Regions from separate parts of the Mus musculus genome. Here all the other regions are linked to region 3. Evidence: chromatin contacts called from public HiChIP or PLAC-seq data. All regions are on one chromosome and are shown on one strand. The core of a region is the stretch at or near the end of the contact, and the rest is flanking DNA. Distances in the headings are between cores, read along the strand shown.

What was found. HiChIP or PLAC-seq counts read pairs in DNA pulled down with a chosen protein or histone mark.
Region 1: a contact with region 3 is called in an H3K27ac HiChIP or PLAC-seq map of embryonic stem cells, with 3 times the contacts expected there. The contact joins two enhancer-like sites. A contact is called at or near these places in 1 of 15 datasets of contacts at CTCF or cohesin (the NIH/3T3 cell line), 2 of 484 Hi-C or Micro-C datasets (liver and tail fibroblasts) and 4 of 115 datasets of contacts at active chromatin or transcription factors (astrocytes, embryonic stem cells and large pre-B cells).
Region 2: an H3K27ac HiChIP or PLAC-seq map of embryonic stem cells shows a contact between it and region 3, with 3 times the contacts expected there. The contact joins two enhancer-like sites. A contact is called at or near these places in 2 of 115 datasets of contacts at active chromatin or transcription factors (astrocytes and embryonic stem cells) and 1 of 9 other capture datasets (embryonic stem cells).
Region 4: a contact with region 3 is called in an H3K27ac HiChIP or PLAC-seq map of embryonic stem cells, with 5 times the contacts expected there. The contact joins two enhancer-like sites. A contact is called at or near these places in 22 of 484 Hi-C or Micro-C datasets (the AML12 cell line, the Ba/F3 cell line, the C2C12 cell line and 17 more), 4 of 115 datasets of contacts at active chromatin or transcription factors (astrocytes, cardiomyocytes and embryonic stem cells) and 1 of 9 other capture datasets (embryonic stem cells).

Annotation. Positions count from the first base shown.
Region 1 is chr19:57,138,102-57,143,596 of GRCm38.p6, reverse strand. The region is part of intron 4 of Ablim1 (actin-binding LIM protein 1); the gene reads left to right. Among named protein-coding and RNA genes, the nearest start is that of Ablim1, 75 kb to the left of the region's middle. Within about 2 kb of position 1,671, at least 12 of the 459 cell types and tissues checked have an H3K27ac peak or open chromatin away from gene starts, as enhancers often do. A contact at or near this core is called in embryonic stem cells, where this site is marked.
Region 2 is chr19:58,394,233-58,400,141 of GRCm38.p6, reverse strand. All of the region lies in intron 4 of Gfra1 (glial cell line derived neurotrophic factor family receptor alpha 1), which reads left to right. Among named protein-coding and RNA genes, the nearest start is that of Gfra1, 58 kb to the left of the region's middle. Within about 2 kb of position 3,326, at least 34 of the 459 cell types and tissues checked have an H3K27ac peak or open chromatin away from gene starts, as enhancers often do. A contact at or near this core is called in embryonic stem cells, where this site is marked.
Region 3 is chr19:57,664,297-57,669,966 of GRCm38.p6, reverse strand. All of the region lies in intron 9 of Atrnl1 (attractin like 1), which reads right to left. Among named protein-coding and RNA genes, the nearest start is that of Atrnl1, 56 kb to the right of the region's middle. Within about 2 kb of position 1,821, at least 14 of the 459 cell types and tissues checked have an H3K27ac peak or open chromatin away from gene starts, as enhancers often do. A contact at or near this core is called in embryonic stem cells, where this site is marked.
Region 4 is chr19:58,568,814-58,574,379 of GRCm38.p6, reverse strand. No RefSeq gene overlaps it. Among named protein-coding and RNA genes, the nearest start is that of 1810007D17Rik, 35 kb to the left of the region's middle. Within about 2 kb of position 1,974, at least 7 of the 459 cell types and tissues checked have an H3K27ac peak or open chromatin away from gene starts, as enhancers often do. A contact at or near this core is called in embryonic stem cells, where this site is marked.

The DNA of each region.
Region 1 (5,495 bases), core at 422-2,921, 530 kb after region 3:
TAAGTAGCTGTTTCTCATCTTGCTCGCTCTCTAGCCTGTCAGCCCCTGATCTGCTGCTCTCTTCGTGGATCTGCGTGGCCTGGATGACTCCTCTAACTCCGATCTCGGTCTTTGGTTTCTGGCTTCTTCATTTGATGCCGTGCTTGCCAGATTCATCCAGGCTGTAGCATTTATCTGTATTTCATTTCTTTTCACGGTTAGATAGTATTCCATGATGGAGCTCAATCATGTTCTGAACGTCCATTTGTCTGTTAATTGACTGTTTGTCATTTCTGGTTTTAGTTATTCTAAACGTGTACGTACAAATATTTGAAATTTTTTCTTTTACATCTTGGTATATGGACTATTCCAAGTCTACAAAGACCTGGCTGCCAACTTTAAAGTTTCTCCAGGAAATTACCTTCCCCTGGTATTCTTTTTTTTTTTAAAGATTTATTTATTATTATATGTAAGTACACTGTAGCTGTCTTCAGACACACCAGAAGAGGGAGTCAGATCTCGTTAGGGATGGTTGTGAGCCACCACGTGGTTGCTGGGATTTGAACTCAGGACCTTCGGAAGAGCAGTCAGGTGCTCTTACCTGCTGAGCCATCTCACCAGCCCCTTCCCCTGGTATTCTTAATAAGTCCTGCATGACCCAGGCATCGTTGAATATTCTCAGGTGATAGCAAGTAGTGGAGTTCCCTTGGAGTGGCCTTTGTCCATCTCTCGATTACTCCCTCTCTGAGTTTTTGGTCCTTCTGTTTTTTTTTTCCACCCAGAGCAGAAACCCTTGTTGGTAGCTTGAACAAAATAATTTTTGTAGCTCTTGCTTAGATTTCTTTAGTTATAAGCATCATGCTGTACAGTATTAGCCATAGGATTCCTGCTTGAGAAAATCTGTGTATGTGTGTGAGGGGAGTACATATTCATGTCTGTGAGGACATGTACGGGGGGGGGGGGGTGCATGTTCATGTGTGTGAGGACAAGCATGTGTGGGGGTGCATGTACACGTGTATGAAGACATGTGCATGCATGTTGGAGGGTGCCTGTTCATGGGTGTGAGAACGGTCGTGTGTGTGTGTGTGTGTGTGTGTGTGCATACATGTAGAGCCATAAATCAGCCTTTGGTGTTACCCCTCAGGATAATGCACCTTGGCTTTTGAGGTAGAATCTCTTACTGGGTAGGATGTAACAAGGGGACTTTTCTGACCACTGAACTTGGGGCATCTACTTCTGTGTGCCTCCCTAGTACTTGGGTCCTTAGCTACTAAGGCATCCCCCAATGGATTCCTAAACGAATGGAGAGGGAAGGACTCTGGGTCTTGTGACTACTAAGAACCACACCCAAGAGCAGTTAAAGGGGAGAGTCACCTTGAGAATCGGCGGCGTGTTCCTTGTGGCAGGCTGTGAACCCTGGCTTAAGGGATTTGACTTGGAAGCTTGACAGGCACACTTGGTACCCATTTATGAGAACTCCAACCAAAGAAAGTACAACTCTGTAAGCATCTGTCATGGGAAGAAAGATGGGCTGGCATGCCTCTGCCAGTTCCATCTTTGAGGACTTAGCTGGTGGCGGCTGCCAGGGCTGCCCTCGGCTGCCCTGAGAAAGCTGACAGAGTGCTGCTGTCATGGGTCACAGAAGTGGGTTTGCTGCGCTGTATTGTTTTCCAAAGACAACAAGAAGCTCCACTTAAAATAGCCAGTCAGAGGCTGCTCGGGCTTGTGCTGTTTACAACATGGCGATCAAGAGAGAGCAGAGGGAACAGCTGACCTCAGCAGGGGCCAATTACGGAAGATCTTGTTCAAGGTTACATACTTGGGCAGCATATAAGCTTTTCAAAATCATCCTGGGTCATTTTTAGCTTCTGGGATTAAATGATTAATAGCACTGAGACCCCTTTTTTTTATAGAGAGGGGGTACACAGAACCTACATGGACAATATGTTTCCCTTATCCAGTTATGAATCTTCTGATATCATGGTGCTTTTCTGTCTTATGGCAGCGATGTCTATAAGTTTAAAACTACTTAAGCAAGAAGACCCAAGTTCAGCTTCCAGCACCCGTACTGGGCAGCACACAACCATTTATAATTCCAGCTCCAGGGGATCTGACACCCTCTGACCTCTGTGGGCACCTGCATACACACACACACACACACACACACACACACACACACACACACACACAGAGGTGGGTGGAGAGGGAGAGGGAGAGGGAAAGGGAGAGAGAGAGAAAGAGGCTGTAGAAATAACCCTGTACAGTGCTTAGCCTAACAAATGTGTAGCTTTGCGTTTCGTGTAGTGCCCTGTCTTTATTTGTTCCATTTTGTATGTGTCTGAGACTGGGCCTTGCTCTGTGGCCCAGGCTGTCCTGGAACTCTGGGATTCCCAGGTAAATCTTCCAGCTTGTACCTCTCCAGCTGTGGATTACAGGCAGCACCACCATGCCTGACTCTTCCTTTGCTTATGTTGACCCTGTACCCATGGCATTTGCTAAGACATTCTAAAAGGAAACTGTGGACTCACCGGTTTAAATAAGCAACATGGACTGGGACCAGCCCTTAATTGTTAGCTCACAGGTGTCTAATTTAGGACCTGGCAGTATCCTGTAGCCTGGATGAAAATGAAGGTCAGCTTCCAAGAATAATCCAGCAATGCCCACTTGACAAATGATGGTAGAGACTTTTTTGGTCAAGGAAGTATTTTCAAATACCTTAAGGATGTTGAAACTCTGGACCAGCTTTCACACTCACAGAGACACACACACACACACACACACAGACACAGACACACAGACAGACACACACACAGACACACAGACAGACAGACAGACACACACACACACACACACACACACACACAAGGAAAATCTGGATCATTTTAATCTGTGGGTCTCCAAGTAAGGACCTATGTTAGTTTGTTGTACTGCTGTGATAAACACTCAGATAAAAGCCATCTGAGGCGAGAAGGTTTGCTGCACCTTCCAGACTAGACGCCATGTTCAGGGAAGCGAGAACAGGAGCCTGGAGGCTGGAACTGAAGCAGAGACCATGGCCGGGTACTGCCTAGTGGCTGGCTCTCCATGGCTTGCCCAGTCTGTTCTCTTATACACCCTAGGCCCACCCATGCAAGGATGGCACTGCCCACAGTAGGCCAGGCCCTTCCACATCCATCACTAACCAGAGAAATGTCCCACAGGCTTGCCCACAAGCCCACCCGAGGGAGGCATTTTCTCAGCAGACGCTCCCTAGCTGATGTCAAGTTAACCAAAAACCTACCTGCTCAGAACCTCTGAAGGCCCGTTTAGAAGCCTTAGTGCTTAGTGGTTACAATGATGAGAGCAGGTGACTTGACACTAGGGCTTAGGAGGCACCATAACTAATGGGAGCTGGCTATCCCATACACAGCGGGCAGTCACTTAGCACCCCCAGTGGCTGTTCTCTGGCTAAGTGTTAAAGATCGTAATCCAAAAGCACCTGACCCTAACATAATATCCTGTCTGTCTGTCTGTCTCCGTCTCCCCCCTCCCCCGACACACACTCACACACACACACACACACTCACACACACACACACACACACACACAGAGAGAGAGAGAGAGAGAGAGAGAAGGCTGGCAAGTCTGAGCTCTGTTGAACAGTTCACTCTATTAAAAACTTAAAACCTCATGTTAGCCAAGCCTTGGAACTTAAATTTTGTATTCCCCCCCGCCCCTGAAACCCCTTACCTTGAGTTCCTGCCAAGGATGATGTACTTCTATAAACAGTCTATTAATAGTATACTTGGTAGGGTCTCCTAAATCTTAATTTTCCAATAATAGCAACTTCTATCTGGCCATAAATTTACTTGATAATTTTGTTTATGAAAAATACTATTTGGTGTATGAAAAATACTCTAGGTGTCTATAAAGTAGCAGGTCTGGAACCGTGGGGATGCCGGAACCATGGGGATGCTGGGACCGTGGGGATGCTGGGACGGTGGGGATGCTGGGACGGTGGGGATGCCGGAACCATGGGGATGCCGGAACCATGGGGATGGGTAGTAACTTGGTTGCCCGTGCTTCTCCCATTATGGCTTCATGCACTCATCCTCCTTTTCCAGAGAAACATCTCAGCAGACCCACACATCCTTCCCGAGAGCCATATGTCTCCTTCATCAACTTAAATCCTTCTGAAGTGCAGGTGTTTGGGGTCCTTTGCCAAAAAGATTGAAGGCAAGCAGGCAGGGTTCCCACTGTTAAAGGCTGTTACTGCCTTTGAAGAAAATGGTATAAAAACGGAGCCAGGTGTGGGCTTGGGCCTCAATTTAACTTGTCTGTGAACAGCCAGATCCCCACTTAGTGTCCCCACTCGTGGTGTCAGGAGAGAGGCCCTGAGGCTCACCTGTCCAGGGCTGGGCCTCGGGGTTGTGTTCTGCCTGGTCATTGTTTTTCCTTTGGCGAGTTACCAGCAGACCTTACATCCCCGGTGCCACTCCATAGTCCCCTATTTCTGACTTGGAGAATCATCCCAGCTACCACGCACCAACTTTCTATATTTACCAGCAGCTGCTTCAGAGATGTGGAAACAATTTTCTCAACCACTGAGAAGACACGAAGCTGGCAAGTAGGAGATGCTGTCCTTCATGGAAGAGCCTCGTTGGCCTGAGCAGAGGGAAGGGAGCGACCAGTAGGAACCTCTCTCTCACTGCCCCTTGTCCAGCTCCACTGCCTGATGTCAGGCTATGGCTTTGTCCAGAGAACAGGGGTTTTTGCTGTAGAGTGTACCAGAATACTCAAGCCAGCTGGTGTGGGGTGATAGTATCTTACCTAAGAGACTGAAGGCCTCTTGAGCTTCCCACTCATTCTTGCTCACTGGCTGGGCTCAGGCACCTGGGTCACCTGCTATGTTTTAGGGGAGGCACACTGGGCAGGGCATGCTGGGTCCCAGTGTTTTAGACATCACCTGTGAGAGAGTCCCCAGACTCAAAGAACTGAAGGCTACATGGCCGGCTACATGTCTGCACAGCCCCCGGCAGGGGATCAAAATGTTCCCTCCCCATCCCCCACCCCCAGGCTGTGTAGTAACTTCTTTCCCGGCTCTGTGACGCGTGGGCATCAGGGGCCAGGAGAGAGCAAGCTCGAGCTGAGATGAAGAAGCCCAGGGTTTAGTCTTAGCTCTGCTCCCTAACCAAGGAAGGAGAGAGGCCATTGGGTAGCTCACCTCTACCAGGTCTTGTGTTGTGCACAACCTTGGGATGCATCATAGCAGGTGGCATTATTGTCAGTAGCTCACACATGATGGGCTTCCTGCAGTGAACCACAGGCAACTCTGACAGCCTCCCTAAGTCCAGCCATCTCCATCTTTGAAATTTATTTTGCAACAACAACCAAAAAGAAAAACAAAACAAAACAAAACAAAACAAACAAAACAAAAATCCTTATTTGTCTTTCTTCAAACCATTGCTGCCACCTAGTGGTAATTATTAGAAACAATGGAAATTTTCAGTTCAACTTGAATTAAAGTTCCTTTTTT
Region 2 (5,909 bases), core at 2,077-4,576, 730 kb before region 3:
CTGAAGTATTTGTACATGAATTCATTAAGCCCAGATTAGCCTTACTATAATTACTCAGAAAGTAATTCAATTGAAAATATTTTTAAATGGTATAAAATACACGGTTAGGCTAGAAAGCCACCCCATTCTACTTTATCAGCTCCATAAAGCACCAGCCGACTTGGACATAACTTTCATAGTATACAGAATGCAATCATAAAAAGTATTATTCCTAAATCTATTTTTTTATGTTCTTTCAGTAGTTAAGAGCTTTATACCTCGGTGGTAGGAGTGAGATATACTAGGGATGGAATGCCATAAAATGCTGGGGACTTTTACTAGCTGTCCTTTACACTGCCTGCCCCAGTCAGTGTAGGCTGATGGGCTGCAGTGGTACGGCTGAGGATTGATACTGGCAAGCACCTTCTCTAGGAAACAAAACTGGAAGATACTTTTTTATTTTGTGTTTTTTCTTATCTACAAATAAAAGACATTTACCAAGTGCAGAGTGCTTTCAGACAGAGCCCAGTGACAGGCAAAGTATTGGTCTTCATTTCTTTCATGATGAAAGGTGAGGTAAGTGCAGGACGGAGGAATGTGACAGAACTCTCTTGGGCCTCTATCTGGAACAGGACAAGAACAAAAGGCGAGGGAGGTACTCTAATGCCAAAGGACTCAGGTAGGAGGCGAGTTTGGGGGCATCCAGGCCGTTCGAGATAGTCACTAAAGCTTTGCCAAGGCTCTTGGGGGCTCTGTTCAGTTTGAACTATTTGTGTGTGTGCCAGAAGGAAGTGGGAGGCTTGTGGGTACTGGCTGTGTAGCGTGGAGCTGCGTGAGCTGTCTGGCTTTGGAGACACTTCCAACTAAATCATAGCCTGTGTGGTGCCACTGAGGGCAGGAATGGCCTCTGGAGGAGAGCATGACTTTGGCACTGCTCCAGTGGTGACAGACCTGCACCCAGGCAGGAAGGGGCTCTGTTATGCTCAAACTTTGGTATATTTAATTAAGTACTGAAACCGTTTCCTCAGGCAAATTCTTTGAGCTGCCCCAAGCGGTTTCTACCTGTTTTGATTTAGTTGATAGAAAGTGGGTCTCCATTGCAAGCCCCTTAACTGGGGGCCTTCAGTAATGATGGGGCCAGAAGAAGTCGGTAAGGTTAGAGGAAACAAGGCCAGGCCCTGAGTTCCTCGAATCTCTGAGATGTGCTTGTTCATCGTTCTTCCTGCTCTGGCCTTTGAAGGTTGGATGTCATATATCTCAAGGCCCCAAAATAAGTCATTCGTAAGGTAATAGTCATGAGGTCATATTTGAGAACCCCTTTGGGGTTTCTTACTAGCATTTAGCTAAAGCATGACAAGGTAATGAATTTTCACCCTGCTCTTTCTACTGTGTTACAGTTGTCCACAGGTTTTCAAGCAGGCAGTCAGTATGGTTCTAACACCTTGAGTCACATGACTGCAGTGAGTAGAAGCCCTCACATATCCCAGGTTTGTCACTCATGTGTATTACTTGAGTTTTCTCTCCATGGCCATTGAGGTCTCATAAAAACAGGTATTGCTTTGGGCATCAAGATCTTCTGGCTACTTCTAAGCATTAGGAACATTGTTAAATGAGTGTTGCAGGTCAGAGAAGACCAAGGGATGAGACGACTGTGAAAATCTGTCTATCTGAGACCGTGTTCTATTCTGCTTATTGTAACGTTAGCATTGGCTCACTTGTGAAATAAGTACCATGGATCAACTTCCAAGTGCCAAAGGTTATACATGTGAGAGACCCTGATGGTGCTCATGGGAATTCTGAAAGGAAGATCGGTTTTCTTGCAGATGAGGAAACCAAGATTGGAAGAATCTAGCAGCTACTTGGAGCTGGCTAGGAAGGTGGTTCAGCCGGGGTTCGATCAAGTCTTGTTTGAATTCCATGTCCACATGTGTGTGCTGATTGAGGTGTCAAGCTCAATCTGCTCCATCCACATGAGATTCCTCTGAGAAGTAAAAGGGTTTCTCCTCTATTCTGGACAGAGCAGTTATCCTGTCTTCCTTGGAGAAGGCTAAGTCCTGATTCTGGGTTTTTACAACGCAGTGACCCCTGCCATGGTGATGTGGCACCCTGCCTCCTTCGGGACAAGCAGGTATATGTGGTAAAATCGGACTTCAACTTTGTCAGCTTACAACAGGGACTGGTGGTATGCTGGACTGGGAAGATGGTGCAGATGTCAAAGTGCTCTGCAGGCATGAGGGCCTAAGTTGCGATTCCCATGATGTGTACATAAAACCAGACTGACCTAGAAGCGTTCACCAGTTCATAGAAAGTGGAGACCGAGACAGGTGGATCCTTGAATTTCATCTGCCAGGCTAGCCTAGCTGAATCTGTGAGAGTCTGTCTCCAGAAAAGGTAGAGGGTGATTATTAAAGAGAGACGTGGGATATTAATTTGTGACCTCCACACGAATACAAACATACATGCAGGCTCAGATATGTGCACCTTGAAACTGCACTGCCCACACGCACACGCACACAATACACTCTGATGCTTTTAAGTATATAACACAAAAAAATGGACATTTTGAAATAAAACATAAGATAATGGGTAAAAAGAGAGCTTGTCCTCACTCAGGAGAAGCATGAGCCAATCCTACTTTTCAGTGCAGAAGAGAATTCATTTCGCTCTTACTGATTTGCAGTGGTAGAATTCAGTTGGATTTTGGTTACCCCTTGAACCACGTGTGGGGCTGGCTGGGCTTGGGGACTCCATGATGATACTGAATGTGACTTCGGTTAATGGTGACTGTGACTCCTTTCAAGGGAGCAACATTCACTCCAGCCACTCTCCAGATCTCATCCCAGGCCCTGGTTAGTTGGGTGCAAGTAAAATTTATAGCGCTTTACTGTAAAAGCCCTGGACTTGAAAAAGGATTTTTCTCTCAGTAGCTCAAACCACAGGAGGACTCGTAAGGCAGCTGTCTCCCCAGGTGAGACTTCTTAAATGGGAGTTAAGTGCATGCATTTTCAAGAAACTAAACTGCCCTCATATATAATTTAACCTGAGAAAGAAAGACGAGTAGAGAGATGAGTGTGATTACATTGTTTGGGAAGTAGTAACTCCCCCCCCCCCCCAGAAGTCATGCACACTCCCTCTGTTGGGCAGATCTTGAATGCTGTGGTATATGGGGTAAGTGTGATACTGTAATAATGGTGAGGTTTCTCTACCTGTAGTCAGGGACTGTGGATTGAAATAGTAAATTATTCAGAGTAAGACGGCCATCCCCTTCTCCTCATAAAACAGAGCAATAGGTAAATAAAGGACAGCCGACTCACTTAACCCGCATGGCTCTGTGCGCTGCTAATTATTAACCCAGGCCCAAGACAGGGGTTCACCCAGAGTGTAGTTAAATCATTTTTAATAGAGGTAAACACTACCAGTGTGGGTGAGCAATACTCAAGAAAATTTCTCATCAGCCACATTCAGGAATCACCCAGCCTAATTGCCATAACTTATTAATAATAATAAATAATCTAGTCTTTTTATGGGCTGGGTCTCTGAGGACTCCATGCATTACAGAGCTGGGGGAGGGGTTGTTGAATCCCTCCACAGCAGTGGGGGAGGGGCACACATCCTTGGTCTTCCATCAGGTTAAGAAAGGCAGATCTGGAGCCCTTTTTCCTTGTTTTCTTCCCACATATGAATGGCCAGCTCACACATGGCCTTTCATCTGTCTCCAGGGCTAGAAGGGCTCCAGGGGCTGGAGGGCGGGGGAGTTGGGGGTGAGGGGCTGGGGAACAGGCTTTCTTTGTTCACGTGAGTCTGAGCAAAGCTTTGTCTGAAGGAGTTGGTTTCCTCTTCGTCACTGTTCCTGGTGTCCTTCGGGCTCCACCTCATTGTGGCTGGGGTGGTGGTCACTGGCAACGCCCAGCTCTGGATTTGTGTGATTCTGAGTCCTGCAAGGGTAGAAAATGCCACAGTGTCTTACACTCAGTGTGGCTTTCAGCGGCTTAAATATCTCAGTGAACTTCACCTTCCCAGGGGCATGGAGCGGTTTTAGAATCTGTAGCAAGGAAATGGGAGGTCAGAGGGGGCAGGCCATCTCCTGAATAATTCTCTGTGGTTGGTTAGACCGAAACTGTGACCCCGGACTCCCGGTCTGCACGCTTTGATCTTTAGAAGCGGCAAAGCCGATGACTGTGGAAATCGATGCTGTGCTCACAAACGCTGGAGCCCAGAACAGTGTGGTGAACTTTGGGGGCCAGTATCTTGTAACATCCATTGATCTGGGGACAGTGTGTGTGTGGTGGGGTGTAACATGTTGCTGAACCATGTGAACACAGTCAGCTCCCCTCCTCCTCCTCCGTATCCTCTGTCCCATCTCCACACCATCCCACCTTGAGCTTGGGTGGCCATCTTCATCTGTTAACATGACAATTTAAAAGACCCGTGAGCCATTATTACAAGGAATGTGGAGTGAATGCTGCTAAGAGTCGGAAGACTTATGCCACAGACCCCCAAGGACAGGAACTTAGGGTGTAAATTCCAAGATGGTGCCTGTGTAGTACTAAGAGTCTGTTTGGATTTACACGTGGGTAAAACTCAATCGTGAAAGCAAGCTTGGAAGAGCTTTTTAAAAGATGATGGCAACCTGAAATAGCCACGTGAACATGAGGAGTCTTTTTGGGGATTGCAGGCCTGAGTAACATCTGTGCACATCTGTCTGCAAAGATGTGAAGCACACAGTAGGATCGCAAGGAGAAAGGCTAAAAAGTCAGCCCTGAGCTCCCTTCCCCACAACCTGCTGGTGGTGCTGTCCAGTGACTCAATCAACTCCCAGTTTCAAAGGAAATGCTCTTTGTCAGAATCATGGAGAGGAGGCTGAGGATTCTGGGCGGATGTCGAGACTGGGTCTGTATTTAAGAGATTAATCTCATTTCCCTGATGTTTTCAAGGTTGAAGGTTTTTGTCTGTATTCATTAAAGGGGGATGATAAATGTCTAATTTGTTCTTTGCTAATAGTCATGATAAGCATTTGAACTTTATTAAGGTTAAATGAGTCTCATGTAGTCCTGGCTCAGCCTTGTGGTCCACGTATGACCTTAGGAAAAGATTTTTCATTTATCCTAGACTCAGTCTCCTTATCTTGTATGTTAAGGGAGTGGTAAGACAGAGAGAGAGGCACCTTCTTTTGCTTCTCTCTCAATGGTAACAGTGTCGAGTGATCTGGATGTAGGTAGGAGTTTAAGGTCCATTGCTCCTTTCCTTGGGAGCTCACAGTCTACAGAAATAACTGATATATAATTATAATTGATGTTATAGTTGCGAAATGCATGGATTATTCTAGGGACACAGGTGGAACTGGTGAGTTCCCTCTCTGTGGGGACTTCACAGTGCCTATGACACTTGAAGGGTGGGTAGCTGGGCTCTATCAGGAGTACAAGCAGATCAGAGACTAAGTGTTGGTGGTGAGGTCTAGGAAGCAAGCTTATGTAGTGTGGTAGATTTAAGCGGCTGCCTACAGCCTTTTCCTCAGTCCCTGGGCTGTAGCATCTCGAATTTGTACTGAAGATGAATTGCCAAGGCTAGAGCATACTGCACAACGCACACAGGAGGGGTTTGTGCTGCTCAGGTCGGCAGCTTCTCAAATCCTTACAGAAATACCACAGTATGTGTTTATAATCTATAAATGTTGTTCTATATACCTTAAGTCACCTTTAGATTGCTTCTATGATAATATATTACTTAGGACATAGTAACAACAATACGTGCTTGTCCAAACGTGTTAGTTTTAAACAGAGATTGTGAATATAAGGTGTGCTCATTGCTAAAGATTAAAGTAATATGTAAAATCTCATATAAGATTAAAGAAACCCAAGTTCTATCTACCAAAAAATGAGGGATATCTTTGTGGCCATTGTCACAAACCTCTCTTCATGCAGCCATGAACA
Region 3 (5,670 bases), core at 572-3,071:
CCTCGCTTATGAGGTTAAAGTGGAGCCAAAGAATGTTGATCCTGCCTTAATAAGGCATAAGTTCTATATCAGAGAGTCAAGCTTAAAAGATACCAGCCTCCTACCACAAGTACTCTATGTATAAAGCAACGGTACCACACCAAGGGGAATCAGGTCACTGAGCCCATGCACCTACAATACAAGCTCTCCAGGAGGGAGAAAGGCAGACAAACAGAGGTCTCTAAAGCTCTCCCCAGGGAACTGAGTGTGTGTGTGTGTGTGTGTGTGTGTGTGTGTGTGTGTATGTATAGTTACTATATGTATATACATAGTAAGATATTTTATATAGTAATATATAAATACACATATGTATCAGTATAAAAATAAAATGTATACTTCATATAATATTCTATGTAAGATTTATGAAAAAGACTATAAAATTCTGAGTTTAGAAAAGATCAAGCACTTGGGGGGGGAGGGGCAGAGGAACGTGAATCTCTTGAGTTTGAGGCCAACCTGATCTACATAGCAAACTCCAGGTAGCATATTTAAACCCTATCTCAAAACAAATAAATGTAAACAAATAAATAAATAAAAACAAAAGTCTCTAAATGAATGGAGAGATACTACATGCACACGAATGTAAAGATTAATACAATCAACTGTCAGCTCTTACGCTGATCTGGCGATACAAGTTATTGTCAATCAAAATCCCAGTAAATTATGGAGAGTAAGATTTACATGGGTAGGTAAAGGCTTAAGTTAGACAAAGTCAGGGCTGAAGAGACCTCTTAGCCGTTAAGAACACTTAGTGCCTTGCAGAAGATCCAGGCTTAGGTCCCAGTATCCATATGGTGGCTCACACTGTTTATAACTCCAGTTCCAGGGTATCGGATGCCTCTTCTGGCCTCCGTGGACACGTGTGCAAATGTTGTGCACAGGCACAGATCCAGGCACTCTAACTTTAACAAAATAAATACTTAAGAATGTAAAATTAATATTTAAGAAAAATACTGAATCAAGTTAAAGGACTGACTGCTCCCGTCCTCTGCGTTTACTATGATCTACAGTAGCCGAAGCAGTCTGTTACTGAAACAAGGACAAGTAAGTAAGAGAGTGGACTAGAGAGCCCGGAGACAGACCAACCCAAGTATACCCAACTGACATTTAACAAGAAGCAAAACTTGCTCCATGACGATAAGATAGCATACCCAAGAAACACCACTGCAATAACTAAAAGTCGTAAACAATAGAGAAAGAATTTAGACCCATACTGAAGACTCGCTGTAAAATACATTCACAGTAAAGAGCGCGCCCTGCCAATGTGGAGACGAGACTTCAGACTCCAGAACCCATATAAAAGCCTGTGGGAGAGCCCACCCGTCACTGTGATGCAGAGGCAGAGACAGGGCATTCTAGAATAAGCTAGCTAAAATGGTCAAAACGGCGAGCTCCAGGTTCAGCAACAGATCGTGTTTCGAAATATTCTGTGGTGCACAAAAGAGGGTTACAACTCATGAAGTAAGTCAACCTCAGACCTCCACATTGCAGCCATAAACACACGCACGTATACATACACACGTGTGCACCCACACACACATGAACACGCATGCAGGCACGTATGCATACCACATAAATATTCGTTACACTGATGAAAAAAATTAATGTAGAATAAATAGTAAACATGTTGGGGGTTGGTTCTAATGCTGTTTGTGTTCATTCGGCTCCCAAAATCACACGAGAATCTGCGGGTTCAGATGCTGGGGGTCCCTGCCCCCAGTTGGCTCTCATTGGTGAATCAAGTTACTGGCAGCCAATGGCTGGGTAGGGAGTCGGAGGCGGGATTTTAGGATTCCTGGGAAAGGATAGAGAAGGAGGAAGAGGAGATTCCGCCACGAGGATGACATAGGAGATGGACCACACAGGAAAAGGTGCAGGAGGGAGCGCCCACCGACAGGTAGGTGAAGGGGAAAACAGCCCCAGGAGGGCTCCCCAGCAAGGTCCGGGGCAGCAAAGATAAAATATAGATTTTAGAAAGTGATAACTCAGGAATATCGGAAGGGAGTGTGTGTTAGTCACATGGAGATAGGAAGTGTCCCAGCCATTGCGCTGCTTAGGGTATATTAAAAATAAGCCGGTGTGTGTGTGTGTGTGTGTGTGTGTGTGTGTGTGTGTGTGTGTGTTTCATTCGGGGACTCCAGAGCATTGGGCAGCAGCGAGAAGCGCAGCTGCAGGCGGGAGTCCAGAGCAGATTAACAATTTACTGCTACATAAACACACAGGCAGAATATGATAAACACCTAGAGGATAACATGGGAGAAAATCCAGGAGGTGAGGTTGATGATGAATTCTTTAGAAGTACCAAAAAGCACAAACCGTGAAAACTAACTGCTGAGGCCTTAATTTCTATTTTTGTTTTATGAAAGATAATTCTAATGATGAGGTCTTGGTTAATTTAGATAATGCTCAAAGAATAAAAGTGCAAGCCAAGAACTGTCATAAGAAATTTTGTAACAAAATACCATCACATAAAAACAGTGCAACAAAAAAAAAAAACCCCAAAAGAATGGTTTCCAAATCATACAAAGAAATGGAACCCAAAAGAAGTGTACTGCCCCATATGTAAATAAAGACAGAGGTGTCAAATACATGTCTAAAAGTTCCGCGATCACTGTGTGTTCTCAGAAGTGCACGTGAAAATAACAGGGAGGGCTTCAGTACAGCCTATTGAAGTGGCTAAATAGTGCGCTGAAAAGCTTTGTCCACTCAAACACACGACGCCATTTGCAGGGAAGTGGGTGGAGCTTAGCTTTCAGTTAAGCTGCTTAACTGTCTAGTTCTTCATCTATGGGTGAACCCCTGAAAGGTTTCTCATCCACACTGCACATCAACGGGAATGATGTCACCACGCAGATCTTGTTCATACTTTCTAGATTTCATGGGTACAACTTCCCTCACCTGTACAGATGTCACGGTCTCACAGCAGACCTCCTGGTCCCCTGGCTGTTAATCCTTCTGCCCCAGTTCTCTGAGCCTTAGGTGTACGGGTTGTGTTGTGATGTATCAGTTGGGGCTGGGCACCGCACTGAGCATAATGTCAGACAGACAGCTGTTACATGCTCTCACGTGTGAAATTTAAAAGTTATGTGAAAGTAAAGGTGCATGAAAGAGAGGGGAGAGTGTGATGGAGGGAGAGACAGTAAACAGGGCCGGAGCACAGGGAAAGCCACAATGAGACCATTACTCTGTAATACATCTAACTTTTAAAAGGTATTGCATTGTAAGAATAATAGTGTTATAATTAATGATTTAATGAGTAATATATCAATTTCATAGATCAGTTCTTTAAAATACTTATAAAAACCGAATCATGTAATAATCACTGAATAATCTGAATATCCTTATAACCACTTTGAAATAAATTCCATTGTTAAAATTCTATACATCAAAAGTCACCTTTAGTTCTCTTAAAGGCTATAGTTACAAACTACTGTTGAAAAAAAATAAGTTTGGTCTTAAAAATGTGGTTTTAAAAGCATTAAAAGAATACACCCCCCAAATAATGCATCTAATATAGCCTTCACACCAAATAATTAACATGAAAAATCCAAGAAGCATGATCCTATTTCATGTTCAGAAAGATTTTAGTTCCTTATCAAAATATTAGCTAAGCAGAAATCAATAGTAATATTTGACTAAAGTTGATTTGAGTTACTAAATCATGATAATAGCCAAATTACTTTGAGAAAAATGTTATTATCAGATAATGAACTCTCAAAAGGGTTTTGGTACAGGCTGGCACCAAACCAAGAAAATAAATAAAAATTTGTTCCCAACATACTTCCCGATATTTTTATGGATTATTTTGAAATTTCACAGAATGCACACCGATCACACTTCCGTGCACGCACACGATCTTATGAGTTCATGCTGGGTTCTTTGCATGTATGTGTGTTTTAAGGATGGCCTCTTGGGACTGGATAACCAGTCAGGGTATCTCATCTTTGGAGAAGACAATCTCTCTCTCAGCAGCCTTTAACTGCCTGTAGTTCTCCATCTATAGGCGAGGCTCTGTAAGATTTCTCATCCACACTGTCACATCAATCAATGATGTCATCACGCAGATCTTGTCCAAAAGTACAACTTCCCTGCCATATACAGAGGTCACGGTCTCGCAGCAGACATCCTGGCCCTCTGGCTATTCATCTTTCTGTCCCCGTCTCTGAACTTTGGGTTTCATTATGATGTCTCAGTTGGGGCCAAGCGCCACGCTGTATGTTGTTCTCCTAATTTTGACTAGTTGTTGATTTCTGCAGTGGTCTCTGTGGTAGTTTGAATAGGAATGGCCCCCAAACGCTCATATATTGGAATGCATGGTCATCAGGGGGTGGCACTATTTGGAAGGATTAGGAGGTGTGTAGGTATAAGGATAAGTGTTTAGAATAAAGTTAGAAATTATAAGTTTAAGAAAATGGTGGTAGTAAGTTCTCCTTTGAGCTCCATGACTTGCCAGCAGGGGTTGTTGGAATTACAATACCAGGGATTAATTCCTTCCTATTGAGTGAGCCTCAAATCCAACTTATGTGCCACTATCACATTATTGGGGCCATATTGGACAGCTGGGCATTGTGGTTCATAGTTTTTTACAAGAGGGTACTGACTGTTTTTTCCCATAGTAGTTTGTGGGGAATTGCAGGCTGGTCTCCAGTTGAGCTGAGGTCTGAACCCCGAAGGGTGATGATTCACCTTCATGACACGGTAGGCGTTCCCTCATGCTCCTGGAACTCTGGCTCCTGCCTAAGTTACCGCTCCCCCCACCCCCCACTGCACCCACAAGAGAAGCATGGACAGTAGTCACGTAGGCAATGTCCCAAGCTTCTGACCTTCAGGCTAAACTCCTCCCCAGTTACCTAGCAACCATAAAGACCATAAAAAGGGGTGTTCAACCCCACCTCGACCTCTTACTCTCTTACTGCTTACTCAAATCTCCCTCTTACCCCTCACTCTCACCCTCTCTCTCCTCTCTTTGTCTTCTCTCCTCTCGTCTCTCTGTCTTCTCCCCTCTCCTCTCTTACTCTTTCTCTCTAGCCTTTCCTCCCCCCCCTCTCTCTCTCTTCTTTTTCCCCCAGCATTTCTATAATAAAGCTCTTAAACCATAGAGAGTCTCTGCTCCATCAAGATCCGCTGCTCACTCTGGTCAGTGTTGGGAACCTCTTCCCTCATCCCTCTCTCCCATAACCCTGGGGCTACAGGGTGTGGCCCTGGGGCCTCCAGGTCGGGGGCTGCCCCTTGTCTACCCCCCCCCCCCACCTCCCGTCAAGTGGGTCAGAGGCTTGGATGTCTACCCGGGGCTGAGTGGAAAGCATCTGGCAGCCCTCCTGCCCAGAGCATAGGAGGAACTCTGGCCAGACGTGGGCTATCCTCCCCTCCCCCCCCCCCACTTCCCCAGGCCCCCTTTCTTTAGTTCCCATGGTAGTTTACACAGCCACTTTGGTTACTATGAGAACTGGTCTTCAAGGAGTGTCCCAGGATGCTTCCAGCTGATACCTCTAAGTGCTAAATTGTAGCACCTTAACTACAAGGACTCCTCTTATTCACCGAAGAAATCAGGGACAATGGCAGTATCCTATGTGGTTGTGAGGGTCTCTTGGACTCCCTGACCGACAAGCAGAAAAGAGGTGCCCCATGCCT
Region 4 (5,566 bases), core at 725-3,224, 900 kb before region 3:
CCCACAGTGAGTGCATCCTCACCCTCAGCGAGTGCATCCTCACCCTCAGTGAGTGCATCCTCACCCACAGTGAGTGCACCCTCACCCTCAGAGAGTCAATCCTCACCCACAGCGAGTGCATCCTCACCCACAGCGAGTGCATCCTCACCCACAGTGAGTGCATCCTCACCCACAGTGAGTGCATCCTCACCCACAGCGAGTACATCCTCACCCTCAGCGAGTGCATCCTCACCCACAGTGAGTGCATCCTCACCCACAGTGAGTGCATCCTCACCCTCAGAGAGTCAATCCTCACCCACAGCGAGTGCATCCTCACCCACAGCGAGTGCATCCTCACCCACAGCGAGTGCATCCTCACCCACAGCGAGTGCATCCTCACCCACAGTGAGTGCATCCTCACCCACAGCGAGTGCATCCTCACCCACAGTGAGTGCATCCTCACCCACAGGGAGTGCATCCTCACCCACAGTGAGTGCATCCTCACCCTCAGAGAGTCAATCCTCACCCACAGTGAGTGCATCCTCACCCTCAGAGAGTCAATCCTCACCCACAGTGAGTGCATCCTCACCCACAGCGAGTGCATCCTCACCCACAGCGAGTGCATCCTCACCCACAGCAGAACACAGGAAATGTGCGCACCAGAAGCAAGGAAAGTGAATCTGACTCCAGCTATGGTCTTCTAAAGCTTCACCTGCTCTTATGATGAGGATTTAGCAACATAACATACAGGGCTGGATATGAAGATCCTTTCTGTCTGGCTTTAAGAATGTCTTCCTTATATGTGGCCTCAGGGCAGAGGGAAATGGAGGTAGTTCTCCATGACCAACCAGCAGTGTGCTAGCCCGTGGGCATCAGTCAACAGTAGATTCTTTCTCTCAGGGTCAGAGTACTGGCCAGTACAAGATCCAAGATGGCTAAGGATGGTTCAGAGCACATCAGGAGCAAACCAGACACGGGGCAGCTTTGGAACTTATCCTATTAAATAAATCATTAGGCATACATGACATCTACGATGCATGTACATTCTAAGCTGCTTTCTGTCCTAATGGAAGAGTGTGTGTTTTTGGCTTGTGCACAGAGAGAAGCAGTAGTGACAGGTTTAGTGAGAGCAGCTGAGCATGGTGAGCAGTGGGGCTATGGTTGGGTGAACAGGAGTCAAAGGGAATTCAGCTTTACTCACAAGGAGTCAGCCATCAGTCTGAGACAGCAAGGATCAAGCAAGGACAATGTTCAGACCGTCCTGCTAATCAAGAGTTACAGGGAATAAAATAAAATAAAATAAAATAAAATGATAAGCTGACAGAGATCCGCCAGTGTCATGCATACCTCCTGATGTCCACAATGGCTCACAAGAACGCAATCCAAAGGTGTGGAAAGTAAAACCACTGTCTCTGGCCCTGAGCCACCGGCACAGACGTTTATACAACAGTCATACTTGTAGTTACTCACAGCTGACAGATTGCTGGACAAGGCAGCTTCTGAGCTGAGCCTGAGAGAACAAACAGCTTGTTTTGGTTAATAATGGGCAGTTTGTGAAATCAGAGATTATTTGAGCTACTCACCCGATTATCTCCATCAGTCACTCAGCCAAAGTCATCGCACTGGTCACTGTCAGTGACCCCAGCACTCCACAGACTTCGACTGTCATGTCCCATCTTAAAAGTCTGTCCAGGAAAGAAAGACAAGTGGCTCTGCTCTGGATTGGTCAAATGAAAAAATGTCTACCCCAGCAAACTCGGTGGTACCGAAGCCACAAAGGGCTTCACTCGAGATTAGAATCACTGTAGAGTCTGAGGGCTTTGACACTGGGCTTTTCTTTTGTTCTGTTTTTGCTTTATTGTGTAGATGAGTGTCTGATCTACTACTCTCATTTAACCCCGAATATCCTGGTCTTGGAAGTTAGGTAGGGCAGGTCCTGGTTACTGCTTGGGAGAACCTAGACTCTTGCTGGCCACCAGTCAGAGGCCGGATACACATCAGTAGAATGCTAATATAGAGCACACAGGAAAGACCCTGGAGCTTCCTCAGTCTGATAAAGGGCACTGCAGAGCAAGCTACAGCCAACATTACACTTAATAACCAAACATTAAATTCTTTTCCCATAGGACAGAATCAGGGCAAGGATATCTGAGCTCACATTCACTCGTTATTTGTATCACACAGTGTGCAATAAGACAAAAAGAAAAAAAAAGGCGTCTAAGTTGAAAAATATTAACAGATGCTAGTTTGTAAAATCCTATAGACTCTTAGAACTCAGTAGAACTAAGATGCAAACTCAGCAAGATACACAACAATGTTACAAATTACATTTACACTTGCAGTGAATAATTACATAATGAAGTTTAAAGAGATACTAAGTTAAAAGCTATAAAGCACATAAAATACTTTTAAAAATATCTTCCTTGTATCTTACAAAAATACACAAGAAAAGTCTGAAAAGAAAAGCCTGAAAAGCTACTTAGTCCTAATGCAGCTAAGAAGAGAGAAAGCCATATTTCAGAATCAGCGGGTCTCCAACTTAGCATATGGACTCAGTGAAATCCCCTTTCAGATGTTAAGATGAGTGACTTTAAATTTTAAAAGGAATTGCAAAGAACCAGAAAAGCAAGGCAGTCCTGACAAAGGTTAAATTGGTAGAGTCCCATTGCCTAAGATCAAGATTAACTCTCCTGTAGTCCAAATACTATGGAGGGGACTAGAGGGATGGTGCACTAGCTAAGAGCGTGTACTGCTCTCACAGAGGACCTGAGTTCAATTCCCAGCACCACACTGAGCATCTCACAACCCTCTGCACCTCCAGATCCAAGGAGAAGATCTGGTGCCTCCAGCCTTCAAGGGCACCTGCACTCACACATGTAATTAAAAATAATCTTAAAAGGAAAAAGACATTGTGATGTGGTACAAATATGATATGGAACAAAACAAGCAGTTAAAGAGACCTAAGCCTTGGTGCTGCAGGATCAGAAACTGACTGGACAGGCAGAAGGGCAAATGAGGGCACTGGGAAACTTTCCTATGGTGACCGATGTTCAAGGACATTATGGTCAAATGTTTGTATTTGTCAAAACCTACTGAGCACAACAATTGTGATGGCTGTTTGCAAAAACAGAAGATAGCAAGTGTTGGTGAAAATGGGAAATGCTGGTAGGAATGTAAAATAATGCTGTTGCTATGGAAATCAGCAGGACCTTCATTAAAAAAAATACAGAATTGCCATCCAGTTTGGTAATTCACTTACTAAATTACTATTTACCAATTATAGCTACACAACGATGTAAATATACTGTACTTAAACATGATTAAAATGTTCAATTAAAAAATCCACTCAATGTATGATATCATTTAATTCCGCCAATTCTGTTTGGTTTTTGTTGGGATGACCTGTCAATCAGTGGAAGTCGGGTATTGCAGTCACCCACTACTGTTGTGCTAGGCTTGTGAGTTTATCTTTAGGAGTTCTTCATAATGAAATTGGATGTACCTGTGCTGGGAGCATATATTTAGAATATTTATGTGCCCTGAACCAGTATGAAGTGGCCATCTTCATCTTTTCTCACTAATCCTTCTGTGAAGTCTAGTTTGTCTCATACCGGAATCTGTGTGCTCCTACATCCATTGGCTTAGAATACCTTTTCCATCCTTTCACTACAAGATAGTATGTGGGGCCGTGGGTGCTGGGGAATAAAGGGGAGTGGGAGAAAACCCGCATCCTGCCAGAGTTCCAGTGCTCTGGGCAGGTGGATGCAGAAACTGCCGCACGCTTGGGGGCCGAAGGCAGGAGAGGGCAGGGGGATAGGGGGCACTGGATGGTTCCCACGCAGGTGAGAGTCCTTGGTCTGGCCTTCTGGCAGGAGGTTAGACGTGACTCATTAGGAGAAAGCCTATCCCATCGTTCTGGCCTTGATGAGCAGAGATAGTCTATGGTTTTAGAGCTTTATTGTAGAAAGGCAGGAGAGAGAGGCTGGTCATGGCCACATTGGGGTTGGGGGGAAAAAAGAGAGAAGGAGGGCTGGAGAGTAAGAAAGGTGAGGGCTTAAAGAGTGAGGAGGGGCAAAGCAGCCCCTCTTATAGTGAGTGGGCTGGGCTATCTTGCTGTTACCAGGTAACAAACTGTGGGGAAGAGCATACCTGGCTATAGTATAGTATATAGTATAGTATATGGGGGTGGAGTCTAGCCAGAATGCCATAAGCTTAGGACATTGTCTACTTGACTGGTAGTCACAGAATTATGGAGTTTGGGGCTCTGTGCTGGGGCACCTTACTCTGGGAATGTGGCTCAATTTTCCATCCCTTGTAGAGTTCTCTACTGGGTCGCTGGAGCAAGCCCCAATCAAAATAAGCTGCCTGTCACAGTCCCACAATAGTATCTGTCTTTTATGATGGGGTTCATTTCCTAAGAGGCCATAAATAAATATCCCTACCTTTTGATCCAATGTTAGTCTGTGTCTTTTGATTAGAGAATTGAGACCATTAATATTTAAGAGCTATTAATGAAAGTTGTGAAATGATTCCTTCCATGTTGTTGGTTTTCTAGTGTTTGGGTCTTTTCTTTCTCTCTCTCTCTCTCTCTCTCTCTCTCTCTCTCTCTCTCTCTCCCTCTCTCTCTCTCTCTCTCTCTCTCTCCCTCTCTCTCTCTCTCTCTCTCTCTCTCTCTCCTCTTCCCTTGTGTTATTCTGTCATGATTTATCCTTTCATGTAACCTGCCTCATGGATGGGTTTTTTTTTTTTTTTCTAGTAAGGAATCCTTCAACTAACTTCCATATAAGTGGTTAGTGGTCATAAATTTCCATAGCCTAATTTAATCAAAATATAATTACGTCATTCTCCTCTCCTTCTCCCTATAATTCCTTCTATGCAACCCCCCCCCACGCCTCAGATTCAAAGGTTTCTTTTTCTTTATATATGTGAATGAATATATACATACAATCTGCTAAGTCTGTTTAGTGCTGCTTGTATGTATATAATTTCAAGTTCGACCACTTGCTATTTATAACCACTTAGAGGGATCATCTTTGGGGAAGATGAGATTCTCTCTCTCTCTCTCTCTCTCTCTCTCTCTGTCTCTCTCTCTCTGTGTCTCTCATTAATTGTTAATTTCCTGTAGCTTTCTTCTAGGGGTAAGGCCCTTTGAGATTTCCCCCATCTAAGCATGCCATAGGTATTGTTTAGGCAGCCATTTTGCTGAAATTTCATGGTGGCAGTTTTCCTGTCATATTTAGATGATATCATCTTGCTAGATGCCATTGCTTTAATTTGAAGCAGTTTTCATGTTTCTCATGCTATTGTGTTGGGATTTTTTTTGCATCTTGTGTTACTTCTTTGCTTAGCTTAATTTTGATAAGCTATCATTTTTTTTTCTGTTCAAGTAGTTTTAATATTCAGGTTAGAATTGAGTGTAGTAGTGTTGAGTGTGTAGTTCAGAAAATAATTTCTCACATCAAGGGTTCTGGCTCTCTGGTCTAAGCTCTGTATCATTCCCTCCTCAGTAGGTTATTAAGTACGAAAGAGAGCACAGCTGGATGCCATGACCACTATGCAGTTGGCATTCTAGCCAATCAATAGCTCC